Regions from separate parts of the Sus scrofa genome. Here regions 2 and 3 are each linked to region 1. The links are chromatin contacts, called in public Hi-C maps. All regions are on one chromosome and are shown on one strand. The core of a region is the stretch at or near the end of the contact, and the rest is flanking DNA. Distances in the headings are between cores, read along the strand shown. Region 1 holds the start of HGS (hepatocyte growth factor-regulated tyrosine kinase substrate). Region 2 holds the start of NDUFAF8 (NADH dehydrogenase [ubiquinone] 1 alpha subcomplex assembly factor 8). Region 3 holds the start of SLC38A10 (putative sodium-coupled neutral amino acid transporter 10).

What was found. A called contact is a pair of places that touch in the nucleus more often than the background predicts.
Region 2: a Hi-C map of mesenteric adipose tissue shows a contact between it and region 1, with 1.7 times the contacts expected there. The contact joins the promoter of NDUFAF8 here to the promoter of HGS in region 1. A contact is called at or near these places in 2 of 5 promoter capture datasets (fetal liver and fetal skeletal muscle), 10 of 47 Hi-C or Micro-C datasets (alveolar macrophages, embryonic fibroblasts, fetal liver and 6 more) and 2 of 2 datasets of contacts at active chromatin or transcription factors (alveolar macrophages and skeletal muscle).
Region 3: a Hi-C map of embryonic fibroblasts shows a contact between it and region 1, with 2.4 times the contacts expected there. The contact joins the promoter of SLC38A10 here to the promoter of HGS in region 1. A contact is called at or near these places in 1 of 5 promoter capture datasets (fetal liver), 2 of 47 Hi-C or Micro-C datasets (embryonic fibroblasts and epiblast stem cells) and 1 of 2 datasets of contacts at active chromatin or transcription factors (alveolar macrophages).

The regions. Positions count from the first base shown.
Region 1 is chr12:1,216,964-1,221,943 of Sscrofa11.1, reverse strand. It overlaps HGS (hepatocyte growth factor-regulated tyrosine kinase substrate), which reads left to right and starts at 2,194. Exons shown (of 22, transcript XM_021066440.1): 1 at 2,194-2,348; 2 at 3,754-3,838; 3 at 4,065-4,140; 4 at 4,478-4,570. The coding sequence starts at 2,312. It overlaps ARL16 (ADP-ribosylation factor-like protein 16), which reads right to left and starts at 2,034. Exons shown (of 6, transcript XM_021066457.1): 1 at 1,934-2,034; 2 at 1,719-1,778; 3 at 1,167-1,280; 4 at 574-768; 5 at 1-430. The coding sequence starts at 1,993. The coding sequence ends at 302.
Region 2 is chr12:1,516,873-1,521,852 of Sscrofa11.1, reverse strand. It overlaps NDUFAF8 (NADH dehydrogenase [ubiquinone] 1 alpha subcomplex assembly factor 8), which reads left to right and starts at 2,375. Exons shown (of 3, transcript XM_021066478.1): 1 at 2,375-2,533; 2 at 2,676-4,141; 3 at 4,340-4,549. The coding sequence starts at 2,450. The coding sequence ends at 3,275. TEPSIN (TEPSIN, adaptor related protein complex 4 accessory protein) reads right to left here and starts at 2,093. Exons shown (of 14, transcript NM_001244108.1): 1 at 2,035-2,093. The coding sequence starts at 2,082.
Region 3 is chr12:1,479,088-1,484,067 of Sscrofa11.1, reverse strand. It overlaps SLC38A10 (putative sodium-coupled neutral amino acid transporter 10), which reads right to left and starts at 2,823. Exons shown (of 18, transcript XM_005668573.2): 1 at 2,403-2,823. The coding sequence starts at 2,501.

The DNA of each region.
Region 1 (4,980 bases), core at 945-3,444:
TGCCAGGATGGCGGCCAGACACAAGCCACCCGGCAGGCCTGTCCTCTCCCAGCCCTGCCACCAGAGGGCCGATGTCAGGGCTTTCTGTAACCTGGGTGCCTCGGGTGACCCATCACTGCAACTCAGGAGAGAACCCCATCTTCTAGGGCTTGTGGTGCGTCATCCTACCCTGATGAAAGCAGCCAATGGCCAGGGGCTGAACAGCGCCACCTCTGCTTTCTTGCCGCAGGGCAGGCCAGCCACGCTTCCGCCCTGCAGTCAGCTGTTGGTCCTGTGGGGGTCCTGGAGCCAGCGCAGCACTTCAGACACGCCGGTGCCTTTCCGGGCACTGATTTCCGCCGTGGAGATGTTCTGCTTGGCGCAAGCGAGGAGGTCTGGGAGCCTGATCAGTGACTTCATCTCCTCCACCGTCACGTAACAGGGCAGGTCTCTGGAGCAAAAGCAGCCGGTCAGGCTGGGCTGCCCCATGCCTGCCCCAGCGCCCCCCCCCCCCCCAGGAGCCACCCTCCTGGCTACAGTCCAAGGAAGCGGGGGCGGGGGGCGCACACTGCCACTCAGCTCGTGGACTCGCACATTTTGTTGAAGAGTATCAGCACCGATGCTTCTGCCAGCTGCTCTGCTGAAAGGAGGCCCAGGAGCTGCGCACAGGATGCAGAGAGCTGGGTGGGGTTGGAGGCGTCCAGCATGAACTGGGTAGAAGGAAACAGAGGCGAGGGTTCCTCCTCTATAGAACCCTGTTTCTGCCAAACCTCTCCTCACAGCACAGGCCTGGCTTAGGAAGAGCAAGAAAAAAGGCTTTGGGTTCAGGCAGGAGTAGAGGGGAGTGAGCTGCGAGACCAGGGTTGCGTCCGCCTGTGTGGAGATCTACCTGCCTGGCCATTACGTCGCCACGGAAGGGCCTGGAATCCAGGATATAGGCCTTGCTAGGATGGGACGGACCAGAGGGCCGGAGAATCCAAACATAAATAACCCCCATGGCGAGTGAGTGGGCGGGCGGTTACCCACAGAGAAGGAACACTGCCCTCAGCCGGCCCTCTGAAAGTTCTCGCGTTGGGCTGAGAGCAGAAGACAGGGGGCAAGCTGGAGGCCCCCCAGACTCAAACTGAAGACAATGCAGGAATGAGGACATACCTCCCCAAAGGAAGCCCCAAGAGACTAGGACCTACCAGGAGAGAACGACAGTTTCCATAGTAACTGGACCAGATGGGGCCCATGCAGCCGCCCAGCTCCCTGATGGTGATCTTTCTCTGGGCCACGATGTCCGTCAGGTTGGTGCCCACCTGTGGGAAAAAAACAGGTTGCAAAGAGACCACAACAAGCCCTTTCCCACTGGAAGCTCCTGGATAGCAACGTGCTCAGCCCTTTACACTGCGACTTACCCCAACGTGTGCCTTCTCAAGAGTTCAGGCCCTAAGGCAGAACCCCTAAGCAAAGAAGCCTAATAAACATGCTCAGGGCTCGTACTTTCAGGGCTGGCTGTAGTCAGGGGAGCGACGCCCACCAGCGGGATTCGCCCTATGCGGCGAGTAGCAAAAGCACAGGTGAGGAACGGGCGGCTCTGTCCCGGTGGAGCCAGGCTCCTTCCAGTGACACCCACCACTTCCCGAGGGCCATCCTAGACACTGACTCGCCAGGTTCCATTTTTAAGGAACCCAAAGCGCTCTGCTAACCGCACAGGGGGCCCGCTTCTCCTAAACCTGCAGGGGCCGGACGCCTACCGTGGGCCGCGTCGGAGGAGGATCGCCCAGGTCGCCCTTGCCATCCCGGCTGCTCAGCTGTGCGAGGCGGTCAAGGACTCGGAGCAGGGTTGAGGAGGGAGCGCCACCCGGACCCCTCCCAGGGTGCCCGCCCCCGACGACCCCCCGCCCCGCTCCCCACCAGCGTCCCCCCAGTCCCCGATCCCCGTCACCCCCGCCCCGCGCGGAAGGATAGGCTGTAGGCGTTTCACTAACAGCGTCTTCCCCACACCCGTGGCCCCTAGCAGTAGGCACATCCCTCCCCTCTGGGTCCGACTCGGGACCCGTAACTCAGCGTCGTGGCGACGCAAGACCCGCCCTCAATCCCGCTCTCATTGGCTAGGCCTCGCTTCCGGGCTGATCAGTGGTTCTCGGTGCTTTCAGTCAGCGGACGCGGGCCAATCGACGCCAGCGTCTGGGGAGAGCGGAAAGGCCCGCCTTCCCGCGTCTCCAGGACTGGCCGGCGACGTGCGCGTGCTCGTGCGCTTGCCCACAGAGAGGCGGAAGCGGAAGTCGGGGGCGCGCCGGTTCGCAGCAGGGAGCGCCGCGGCGTCGGGTCGGGGTCTGGGGTCGCCATGGGGCGCGGCAGCGGCACCTTCGAGCGTCTCCTAGGTAACGCGGCCCCGGCCCCTCATTGGGAAGGCCCCTGGCTCCCCGCGCACCCGGACTGTAGCCGCGCCACAGGGGCCTGGGCGCGCGGGCGACGCGGGGCCCGGCGGCCCGGGGCGCGGACCTGGCCCCGGCCGACTGGGTGAGGGTCCGCACAAGAGACTGGCCAGGAGCCCCGGGGAAGCGACCCCCAGCGTTTGGCCGAGAGGGCCTCACGTCTTGAGTCACGAAGACGGGTGACTCAGTGAAATGAGGTCTTAGTAGACCTTTTTTCCCCCCAAAGACCTAGGTTGCGAGGGATTTGGGAGTTCAGACCCAAATTCAGGCTCGGGCGGGTGTAGCCAGCAGCGTCGTCTCTGGGACCTGCCAGGCCCTTTGGAGCGCTGCTGAGCTGGGGAACCAGACGGGCGCCGTCTGTCCCCGCTCGGCTGCAGGAAGCGTCTGGGCTTAGGGTGGCGTTCCTTGTGTGTGTCGGGGTGGAATGCCGACCCTTCAGAGCCTCCTAGAGGTCCCAGGCTTTAAAGGGAAAATGCATGTTTATAGGCAAGTCGCCCGCGCCCCCCAGGAACTGTGTTGTTTGGGGCAGGCGCTCTGGGGGCTGGCATGCTCGGTCCGCTGTCCGTCTTCCTTAGTGTGGTTTGGAGAAGACCCGAGATGAGGGGCCTCCCTTGCTCTTGGAACAGCAGGCGGAGGAACTTGGCTTGTGGGGGGGTTTGGCCCTCCAGTGATCAGCGCGGAAGATTACTGCCAGATCAGTATCGATCATTGTTGGATTCCAGGGAAGACGTACTGGCAGGGCAGGAGCGCCAGCCCGGGGGACACATCTGTCCACGTCTGTCCGTCTGAGGCAGCGGGGACGTAGAGGTCCTCCTTGTCGGGCCAGCCCTGTCTGCGCCCCCCAGAGCACTTGAAGCAGAGGAAGGGGGTCTGTGCTGCGTGTCTTTTTAGCTTTGGGCCAGTTGAGAGCTAGTTAAATAGATTAAAGAGCTGAAAAGCAGGGACTCGGACTGCAGAGCAGCAGCTGAGCATAGTATTGAATCTTGGGTCTGTCCCAGCAAGCTGTGTGATTCCAGGCAGTGACCTCACCTGTTTCAGTTTGTCTGTGAAGAGGGTAGAAATGGCATTGAACTCCCTGAGTTGTGAGAGCGCACGTCGTGTTTGAGGCAGCACGTGCCCCGGATAAGCCCCCCTAGGGTTCTCTGTTGATGTCTGCCAGGCTGTCTGCGGTCTTTGGGAAAGGACAGCCCTTGGCTGGTGGTTGGCTGTCGGGAGGATGTCCACGCGGTCGTCCATTTGCTCCACGTGCCTGGAATGGGAAAGGGGCAGCCCCTCCTGCCTGCTGTGAGCTGGGGGGGCTGAGGGACCACAGGACAGGACATGCTCCTGCCATGGTGCGTTTCCGCCTTAGACAAAGCGACCAGCCAGCTTCTTCTGGAGACCGACTGGGAGTCCATCCTGCAGATCTGCGACCTGATCCGCCAGGGGGACACGCAGTGAGTGGTGCTTTGGAAGCGAAGGGGTGGCCCCGCCGTGGGCTGGGGCTCTTGGTGCCCGCGGATCTTCCGAGATCTTGCCTTGACGGAAGCGCCCCGTTAGGCGCTGGTGGGGGGCGTGGCTATCTGGAGGTGGCGGGCGGGCTTTTTCTCTGGCTTAGAGGCTGTTTTTTTTTTCTTTTGCTTTTTCTGTCTCTTTATTCAACGCTTTTCTTTTTATTATCAGAGCAAAGTATGCCGTGAGTTCCATCAAGAAAAAAGTAAACGACAAGAACCCCCATGTGGCCTTGTACGCCCTGGAGGTAATCAGATCCCCCACCCCAGTCGTCAGTGGGGGGGATGGGGGTGGCCGTCCTGCCACGGGGGCTGCCCAGGGAGGGTGGGCAGCAGTGGGAGCAGGGCCTTGCTCCTCCACCCAAGGCGGACACGCGTGGGCCCCCAGCTTGACCCCAGCGCCTGCTCTCAGGATAAAACACCCAGTTCGGAGCACATGCAGCCCTGGCTTCTGCCTGCCTGGGAGGCTGTGGTCAGCTGGGTGGCCTGTTGGGCCTGCCTCCTCCTGGGGAGGTGGGGCCCGTCCGGGAGGGAGATCCTTGACTCGAGCAGTGGCCCAGGCCTTCCCCTCCTCGGGGTCTGCAGGTCATGGAGTCTGTGGTGAAGAACTGCGGCCAGACTGTCCACGACGAGGTGGCCAACAAGCAGACCATGGAGGAGCTGAAGGAGCTGCTGAAGGTGGGGCTCCCCCAGAGGCTTCTCACGGGCGGGCCAGCACCTGTGGCTGGACAGCGGCGGGCCAGCAGGCGGGCCTTCTCGGTCCCTGCCTGGCAAGGTCAGGCCTTCCCAGAGGCCAGCCAGGACCGCATCTGGAGGCATGGAGGAGAGCCCGCTCCTCCTTTGAGGTTGGGCAGCCTTCCCGGGGGGCAGGAGCTGAGTCTGGAAGGGCCGCGGATGCTGAGAATGGAGAGGGCACACCATCTGCCAAAGGCAGGAACGGGCGGGGAGGCCTGGGGGCTCCGGCGGGCTGGGGGAGGATTCTGAGCAGGGAACCCCGTGAGCGACGTGTTTGTGGAGGAAGAGTTGGGGGAACAGCAGGGCTGGGGTGGTGGGGCAGTGGGCTCCCACCCCCAGGCAGAGGAGGGAAG
Region 2 (4,980 bases), core at 1,126-3,625, 300 kb before region 1:
GCCCACAGCTCCCCTTCCGGGAGGGACCCCAGGGAAAGAACCCAGGGCAAGAACGGCCGGCTCGGAGTTCCCATCATGCCTCCATGGTTAAGGAATCCGCCTAGGAACCGTGAGGTTGCAGGTTCGATCCCTGGCCTTGCTCAGCGGGTTAAGGATCCGGCGTTGCCGTGAGCTGTGGTGTAGGTCGCAGACACAGCTTGGATCCCGTGTGGCTGTGGCTCCCATTAGACCGAGCCTGGGAACCTCCATGTGCCACGGGTGTGGCCTTAGAAAAAGGCAAAAAAAAAAAAAAAAGAACGGACGGCTGAGGCGTCACATGTATCCGTTAGCACAAACACATCTATGTTAAGAGCTGACTCAGCACAAAACGTTCCATTTACAGAGACAAAAACCAGAAATGGGGTTCCTACACCATTGCCCACCTGGGGGCACAGGCCTCGGTGCACAGAGGCCCGAAAACCTCAAGTGCGCTCTGTGAGGTTCTGGCCACAGTTTACGTGAACCTCGTGTGAAGCTGTGTGCACACACTGTCACGCGATTGGTCCACTAAGACCCGAAGCGGAGCTGGCAACGGCTGCAGACCCGCAGAACTTTCGGCACGTAGGGAAACCTCTGCTCGAAGAGAACGGGGCAGGTTTCCAGCACCAGGAGGGTGAACTCAGGCCCCCCTACCCTGCCACCTGCCTGAGAAAACTCAAGGAGCCAGAATTTACTCTCCGTTCTGGCTCACAGCTGGTGACAGGCCCCAACCTCCCTTTCGTGAAGCATTTCCTAAAAAGGAACTACAACTGTGAACCAAGGGCCTCCTACGACTCCAGGGTGTCTTTCTCAAGGACCTCAAGGCCATTCCTTGAAATGTAACTACCAGAAAATCCCAGTCCCTACAGGACCTAACCTCTAGGACCACCAGCTATCAGACGCGGACGCGGCAACCCATGGACACTGCCCAGCTCCTCGCGATTTCTGACTCGAGCCGCAGCCTTCTGTCCTGAAAATGCCCAGTCCTCGGTGGCTCTAAGGGCTCCCCGCCTCCCCCGTCAGTGACGCAGGCGTCTGACACACCTAAGGGACACACTATGTTCCTTATGTTTCGTTTAGAAACAGCTTAGCAATAAGCAGTTTAAAACCGAAGAGCTTGGAGGCTTTCCTTGTGCGTCTCCCTGGCTTGACTGCACCCTAAACACAATCACCTGTGAACTAAAGATGAGGCGCCCTGAGCACAACCGCCCGGGGATTAAAGATTAGCACCTGCTGTTCTTCAGGAACTTTCCCAATTCGTTCTAACCGCTCATCAGGATACCCCTTTCTCAAGTATTGTTATTCCAGGAAAAGTCAAGATTCATAACCCGGAAAACCACTGAGCTCTCCGGCACCAGCTTAGGTGACTAAGAATCGCTGAAAGAAAGAAGAATGCGTGTTTGCCCCAACCCTGATTCTTATCTGAAACCCTGTTTTTCTCCTTTTAGACCATAAAACTCCCTGCAACTCTTCCCCAAGAAACGGCCCAGTCTTTAGGGCGTTAGCCTGCTGTCACCTCCTTGGCCTGGCAGAGCAATAAAAGCTATTTTTTTCTCCTTCACCCCTATCTGACGCCCGCCACTGAGTGAAACGGTCGTCCTGCTTTCCAGGCTAGTGTCTGGCCCTGTAATTGATCTTCGACAGAGCTCAGGGGTCACTGCGTCTTTTTCTCGAAAGCTCTCAAGTTGGGTAAGAAAGCACTAACTTGGGGCCCCTGGCTCTCTTCCCCAATTTGGACTCGGGTCAAGGCGTCTCACTGTCCCCAGGACCTGACACAGGGCTGGCTGACCTGCCTCCTCCACGCACGTGCGGCGGGGTCCCGCAGCCTCGGAGGGGTCCAGGGTAGGAGGGAGAGGAGGGGAGCCGGGGGTGTCGGAGGCGGGGCTGGGGGGAAGAGGCGAGAGGAGAGGTGGGGGGGCCGCAGAGCTGTGACCCCGCGGGGGCCGAGCGGGGCCACGGAGGCGGCCAACTCGGCCGGGAGGCTGCGCGCGGCGGGGCCGGGCCGCCCGCACTCACCCGGTGCAGGAAGCTCAGCCGGTCCCGCAGCTGCGGCGTGGCCGCCATGGATGCCGGTCACCTTCCGGCCCCGCCCAGCTTCCGCCAAGCCCTGACCCCGTCCAGTCACTCAGCGGGCCTGGCCCCGCTGGCCAATCGTTCGCGTGGGGCGGGCCCTGAGGCCGTCCTCGGTAAACAATTTGCACCTGAACCAATCCAAAGTCTAAGGTCAAAGACGGACGAAACCACGAGCCAATTACAGGGCTCTGCTCCCAGAGCGTAGTTCCGGAGGCGAGGCAGAGGCGTGGCTGAAGCCTGGCCAATTACAAAGCGCAGAACAGGTTGTGGGCGGAAGCGTCGACCAATCAAGCTGTTGGGTGCGGGAAGAGGCCGGACCTAAGATGGCGGCGCCCACGGGTGCCAGGAAGAGCCGCTCATGTCGGGTAGCGGAGCGGTGTGGGGTCGAGTGCGAAGCCGCCTCCGCGCCTTCCCCGAGCGCCTGGCGGCCTGTGGGACTGAGGTGCGGAGCCGTCAGCGAGGCGGGAGGGCTGTACGGGGCGGGGCGGGGCGGGCGGTTACCGGGGAGCGGCGGGGGGGTCTACTGGCTGACCGGCGGGCGCAAGGGCCGCCGCGATCCTCGCCCGTCCCCGTCCTGTCCCCAGGCCGCGGCCTACGGCAGGTGCGTGCAGGCATCCACCGCCCCGGGCGGCCGCCTGACCAAGGACCTTTGCGCGCAAGAGTTCGAAGCCCTGCGGCGCTGCTTCGCCGCCGCGGTAAGTGGGCGCCGGCCCCGCCGGGGCGGGGGGCACCCTGGTTTCGGTGTTGGGCGCCGGCAGGTGCTGCGCACACGGCACACCCGCCCACCAGCCAGCGCGACCCCCGCCCGGCCGTGTCCATCGCGGGGAGGGGAACGGCACCCTCACCGTGTTACTGCGGTGCCTTGGAACCCTACCTGGGCCTGTCGCCGAGGCGGGGTAACGCCAAAAGGGACCCCACGTGTGTGCTGCGCGTGGGCGGTTACAGCCAGGCCCCTGGTCTCCCCCTGCTCGACTGCGCGTTTCTCAGAGGGTGAAGGGACAACCAGCAGGGCCGCAGCGGCTGCGAAGTCCTCCACCAGCCGCGCTGACGGGTGCCAAGGGCGCAGAAGCGGCTGCGCTGACGCGGTCTGTTGGTTCCCTGGCTCTGGGTTCAGATCTGCCTCCAACCACTCAGGAGCGGGTGTCTTCTGTTTCCGAGCTGTGGCATTTTCTGATCCTCACTGATCGAACCCTGTGCTGGAGAAATCCTTACGCACTATGCCCACGTAAAGAACTATGGTGTCCAGTTTGTGTTTTCAAGAAAGACGAGGAAGAAGTAGAATTGGAGGCAACTCTCTGGGCAACTGAGATGGGCGCTCCAGACATCTCAAGGGCAGGCAGCGGAGACTGCACTGAGGCTTCCACACGGGGGTTTGAGCTGGTGCCGAGGTGTCAGGTCTCCGGGGTCTGGGGTGGGCTGTGATGCCAAGGATCAGCTCTGTTCACCAGACGCAGATCCTGAGAACCGGACCCCAGAGGGGGCAGGATGATTCCAGGAATCTGAGGCCATTTTCTGACGTTCCGGGATGGCTCTCCCTCCTTTTCTGGGCCCTCAGACCCTCCTCGCACTCCCCTTGCCATGACCGTGGCTGGGACGCGCAGTCTCAGCCTTGTCACCAACCTCTGATCCGACGCGGACATGTCCTTGGGACTTGCTTCCTGCCTCCTGGCAGATCCCCCGGGAGGGGACAGGCCTCGGTCCCACGGTCACCGGTTGCGAGGTGAAGACCCGCGCTCCCGGCACCAGGCTCTGCTCTGGCACCTGTGGGCGCGTGGTCACCTGCACAGGTGTCTGGTCGTCTGAGACTCTTTATGCTCCTTTGCCTCCATCGTGCTGTCCTGTCCCCAAAAGGCTGGCCCTTGTGCCTTTTTCCGCTGATGGGGACCTAACTGCAGGCCCTGGGCCCTGGGAACTCAGGACGGGAACGAGGACTTTCTTACCTGAGGACATGAGGGGATGACCCCATCTGCCGTCCGCTCCGAGGAGGCGCCGGGAGCCCCGCCCCTGTCCCTGGGAGAGCTGGCTCTGGGGAAGGGGCTCCTGCCACCTGGTGAGGACGACACGCGGCTCAGTGGCCCTGCAGTGTCTGGCACAGGTGGGCGTGGCTGGGAGGTCTCTGTTCAGTGGCCCCGAGCAGGTGAGCTCTGTGGCCTGTGGGGACCAGGCTCTTTGAAGTTATTTGCCAGAAGGTGGTGGTTTTCTGAGTTTGGAGCCACAGCCCATTCACACAAAATACTTTTTCTTCCAGGCCAAGAAGACCTGACAGGAGGCCAGTAGGAGGGGTCCACAGGCTCCACCGCATGCCCCCCCGCCCAGTGATGGCCCCCAAGGGCAAACGTCTAAAGCCTCAAAGGCAGAAAGGACGGGAAACGCATTAGGGAAGGGTCGGCAGCCTCGCGCATGTAAGGATCTGGGGTAGTGACGGCGAAGCCACAATAAAGACCAGTTGGAGCTCAAAGAGCTGTTTTGCTGTCTGGGCGCCAATGTGCGGGCACGTGGCCGGGGACACGCACCTCCCACCTCACTCTTCAAACACTTCTCACCAGAGACACGTCGTCTGCATCTGGGGATGCCTGTAACCAGTGACCAAGTGGCACCGTGGGGGAGGTCCTGCCGTCGGATCCGACCCAGACGGGGGTTTGGGATCCGCAGGGAGAAAGGGGGGGGGGCCTTCCAGGACCGAGAGGTGCGCAGAGGAGGGTCCAGGTGAGGAACCCGGCTGTGGTGAGACCACGAGGCTGCAGGCTCCCCTCTGCGGTGGGCATGCCCACCCACCTCTCCGCAGCCTCTGGAGTCGGAGCCCAGGCCCATCTCACCCAGCGCCTGCCCACTCTGCTCCCAGCCCTGGTCCTGAGAAGAAGCTGGGGCTGCACAGGGGCCTCCCAACCA
Region 3 (4,980 bases), core at 1,574-4,073, 260 kb before region 1:
CCTGGCAGCTACACGCGCTGTCCAGGGACACCAGGCCTGTGCGTGAGCCAGAGAGAGCACCTGGGACACCGCTTCCTCCCCGGCCCCTCCCAGAGTCTCAGGGAATCGAGGGGCTGCCAGTCTCCCCAGCTCCCTGCAGACCCCCTCCAGCGAACCACCTTCCAGCCACGTGGATCAACAGCTCTGAGCGATAAACACATTCTGGAAGGAAGAGATTAAAAGTGACATTTACGCCTTTCTTGTAAGTTAAGCAGACACTCACCATCTGACCAGCAATTGCACTCCTAGGTGTTTATCCAAAAGAAATGAAAACATGTGTTCCTGCACAAGCCTGTACGCCAATGTTTACAGCAGGTTTATCTGCGATCCAAAAGCTGAAGAGACAACCAACTCTCCTCCTAGCATGTGCCAGAGCGCAAGGCGCACACAGCCCGCGACCCGGCCGCCCGGGCGCAGGTCGGCAGCCTGCGGGACGCCTCCCCAGCGCCAAAGCCTGTGCACAGGCTCCAAACAGGCCGCACCGTCCTGTCCACAAAAGTTAAAGAACAAACACGTGGAGGAGCGCTTGCCAGACCCCGAAGCGCATCTAGGACACAACCTACTCACGGGATGGTCGCACCCGGCAACGCTGACGGTGGCGCTGGAGGTGGCAGGGGGACCTTCAGTGGGGAGGCAGGGTGGGGGGTGCTCGCTGTGTGTGCTCCTTAATCTCGGGGCTGGCTATCTGTTTTCGTTAACTACTTTATGAAAAGTCATCCAGAGTGTACCCAAAGTGCACTCGCTTTTCTGGATGCATGTTACACACGCTTCAGTAAAATGTTAATTCTTTTGGACAAGTACTCAAATTGCTACAACCAACCAAATAAACCAAAAAACAACACAACACGAACCCCAAGTTTTTTTTTTAATGACCTGGCTGCCAGATGAAAAACACACATCCCCAAACTGCCCACTGGCCTCACACCGTGTTCTGGCCGAGGGGCTTCCTGCGGAGAAGATGCTGAGTCCAACTGAGAGCAGCTCCTAATTCGGCCAGGCCCTCAGGGCGAGGCAAACCCCTGCCAGGTCTCCAGCCCCCACCTCTAAGCTCCCCCCCCCCACCCAGCAAGTCAGCCGGGCCCGTGCTTAAACGCTCCGGCAGCGGGCTCAGCAGCAGGCTCGTGCCCAGCCCACGGCAGACACTCAAATCTGAACCCCCAGAGCCCTGCCGCGGTGGCACGTGGCAGACAGGCGTGAAGGATGGCGGTACAGGTACAGGCGCAGGACAAGCCAACTACACATCCCAGGAGGCAGTTCTGTGCCAGGCGCGTCGCAGTGCGCGCTGGGATACGTAGTCCCTCCAGGAACACCCAGAGGGGGCCGGCCCACACTGCGACTCCCATGCCAAGACACAGATGTTGCCTTGGAGGTTCCAGAAGCCGCCAGCATGGCCTTCCACGTCAGCCCGCCGTCTCCATCCCCCCAGCAACACGGTCACCAAGCAAGTCAGAGCAACCGCTCACACGGGAACCGAAACGCATTTTCTTCTGCTTGCTATTTACAGCAAAGCATCCTAAATATGAAAAATGCAAAACCTGAATCTAAGATGAAGCAACTGGAGCCCACGTCAAGGCCAAAATATCATCTTATGCGCATTTTTCCACGTAAGGCTGGTCTTTGAGGGCCTGCTGGCCACCTGTCCTCCCCTGGTGTCCCACTGGTCCTCCTCCAGCCTCAAGAAAGCCGCTCTCCCTCGTGGCCAGCTCCTGCCCCAGGCGGCCGGGGGAGCGGCACCTCCAGTGTGGCACACAGGAAGCGGAGAAGTTCGTTTTTAGTTAAGAAGTTGCCCAATTTGATAACTCTGTCAACCTCCCTCTTCTAAAGGACCAAAAGCCTCTTTATTTGTGGATTAAACAGAAGCCAAATAAACCCACACCTCAAAAAAGGCTGAGTTTCTCTCCTGCAGTATTTAACGTCGGAATGACACCAATTTTTTAATACTTCCGACGTTTTCCGTTAAGGTAAGGTTTGCCCACAGCGAAACACAAAGCTCTGACGTGTCCAATCTGGTGAATTTAGCAACCCCCTCAGAACCCACACCCCAATCTAGTTCCAAGGCCGGGGTTGACCTGTGCGCTCCCGGAAAGGAGTGCGGTGGGATCAGAGTTGCAAGAAACGCCAGGAAAGGACGCGAACACGGAGTCCCGCGGTCACTCTCCAGTTTTCAAGATCGCCTCGCTACACGCTGCACCTCGGTCTGAAGTTACCAACGGTGCGCAAGCTGTTCGCGGGGGGCTTTCCCTCGGCTTCCGCGGCGGCGCCGGGGCGGGTGGGCTGCCGGGTCCCTCCTCCCGCCGCGCCGGCTCCCGTGACGGGCTGAGCCCGGGGCGGCCGGGGCGGCGACCACCGCCCGCTCGACTCACCTGTTTGAAGCAGAAGGGCATGGTGAGGACACTGACCCCTACTATGCTGTTCACTATGTTCGTGATAAGCCCCCAGTTGGAGGCCGCGGCCGCGGTCATGGCGCGAGGCCTGGGGCCCCGGAGCCCCGGGTCCAAGGCGCCGGCAGGACGGTGGGGCGCGAGACCCCGAGGGGGACGCCGCCTGGAGGAGGCGGTCTCGCGGGAAGGCGGCGGGAGCAGTCACCCTCCAGGCCCCGCCAGGCCCCGCGGCCGCCTCATAGCTTCGTCCCCCGCTGGCTCCCGCGGGCCACCGCAGCGTCCCCGAGCCCAGACCGGGAAAAGCCGCGGGGAGCCGGCGAGAAACACTCCGGTGCTGCTCGGCGGCCGCCTGGGCACGCACACTTCCGCCTTCCGCGAGCTCCTCCGCCCGGAAGTGACGACGAGGGGCGGAGCTCGGGGCAGGGCGCTCACCAATGAAAGGCGGACCTCGGCGCCTGCAGGGGCGGGGCTTGGATGGACGCACACGGGGGGGTGGGGACGGGGTCTATGGGGCGCACCTGTCCCTACAGCCAGCTGATCCTCCCTGTGGAGCTGGCGTCCTGCGCCATGTCTTGCAGGGTCTGGAGCACAAGAGCTCGCCCCTTGTGGCCCCCATCCGGAAGAGCAGTGGAGGGCAGGAGGGAAAGGGCCACGTCACGCCTTCTGGAGAGGAGCAGGATTTTAAGCCTTCATTTTCAGCAATTACCCTCGAGACCGATTGGGAGAAGTGTGCTAGATGCGCGGGTCTCCGGGGCTGCACCTTCATGTCAGCGTTGATAACGGATTCCAGGAGTTAGCGCCCACGTTTTAGGAGTGGGACGCTGAGCACAGAGAGGCTGAGTTCCTCAGCAAGAGTACACAGTTCTAAAGAGTGGGCATGGAGGAGTTCGCGTTTTGGCTCATCAGGTTAAGGACCAGTCTCCGTGAAGATGTGTGTTTGACCCCTGGCCTGCCTAAGTGGGTTAAGGATCCAGCGATGCCACAGGCTGCAGCACAGGTCGCAGATGTGGCTCAGATTCGGTGTTGCCATAGTGTAGACCCCTGCTGCAGCTCCCATTCGACCCCTGGCCCAGGAACTTCCATATGCCACGATGCAGCCACAATTTAAAAAAAAAAAAAATTGGAGTTCCTGCTGTGGCACAACAGGTTAAGGATCCAGTATTGCAGCAGCTGTGGTGTAGGTCACACCTGGGTCTGGGATAGGATCCCTGTCCGGGCAACTTCCATATGCCGTGGATGCGGTGGAAAAACATTTTTTTAAATAAGCAATAATAAAATAGCCCGGAATATATATATCCATTCTCCTGCTGAGGGCCACCGAGTTGCTTCCAATTATTTGCCATTATAAACAGTGATTCAGTGAACACCACGGCCCTTGTCTTCTCGGGTGTTGGGGGGGCTCCAGGGTAAACCCGTAGAAGCAGAACTGCCGGTTCACGTGCAGGCACACCTTCATTTTACCAGGTATTGCCCAATCGCTCTTCAAGTAGTTATGAGAGTTCTTGCTAGTTTACATCAGAGGCTGGACAATTTTTTTGTTTGTTGTCTTTTCTAGGGCTGCACCGCGGCATATGGAGGGTCCCAGGCTAGGGGTCTAATCGGAGCTATAGCCACCAGCCTACACAACAGCCACAGCAACATAGGATCCGAGCCCCATCTACAACCTACATCACAGCTCACGGCAATGCCGGATCCTTGACCCACTGAGCAAGGCCAGGGATGGAACCTGCAACCTCATGGTTCCTAGTCGGATTTATTAGCCACCGAGCCACGACGGGAACTCCAGAGGCTGGTCAATTTTTCCTGCGAAGAGCCAGGTAGCAAATATTTTCTGTTTCAAAAGCCACATAGTGGAGTTCCCATTGTGGCTCAGTGGAACCAAGCCTGACTAGCATCCACGAGGACACAGGTTCGAGCCCTGGCCTGGCTCAGTGGGTTAAGGATCTGGCATTGCTGTGGCTGTGGTGTAGGCTGATAGCTCTGATTCAGCCCCTAGCCTGGGAACCTTCATGTGCCATGGGTGTGGCCCTAAAAAGACAAAAAAAAAAAAAAAACCACATAGTCTCTGCCATGACTATTGAAAGCAGCCCTAGACAACACATAAACAAATAAGTGTGACTGTGTTCTAACAAGACTCTATTTACAAAAGCATGGCTGCCCCATTTTGGCCAAGGGGCCATAGATCTTGGGCTCTGGCTGCACCCTGCCACAAACATTCATTTGGTAGTATCCTTTTGGCCAGTTTGGTGAGCAAAATGCAATCTCATTGTAGTCTTTAATCTGTTCTCCCTAATTACAAATGAGGTTAATCATCTACTCATATTTTTATTGTCCATTCATATCTCTTTTTTGTAAGGGCCATACCCACAGCCATATGGAAGTTCCCAGGCTAGGGGTCGAACGGGAGCTGCAGCCGCTGGCCCACACCACAGCCACAGCCACACAAGATGCGAAGTGCAGCTGTGACCTATGCAGCAGTGGGCAGCAATGCCAGATCCTTAATCCACTGAGCGAGGCCCGGGATCAAATCTGAGTCCTCATGGATACTAGCCGGGTTCTT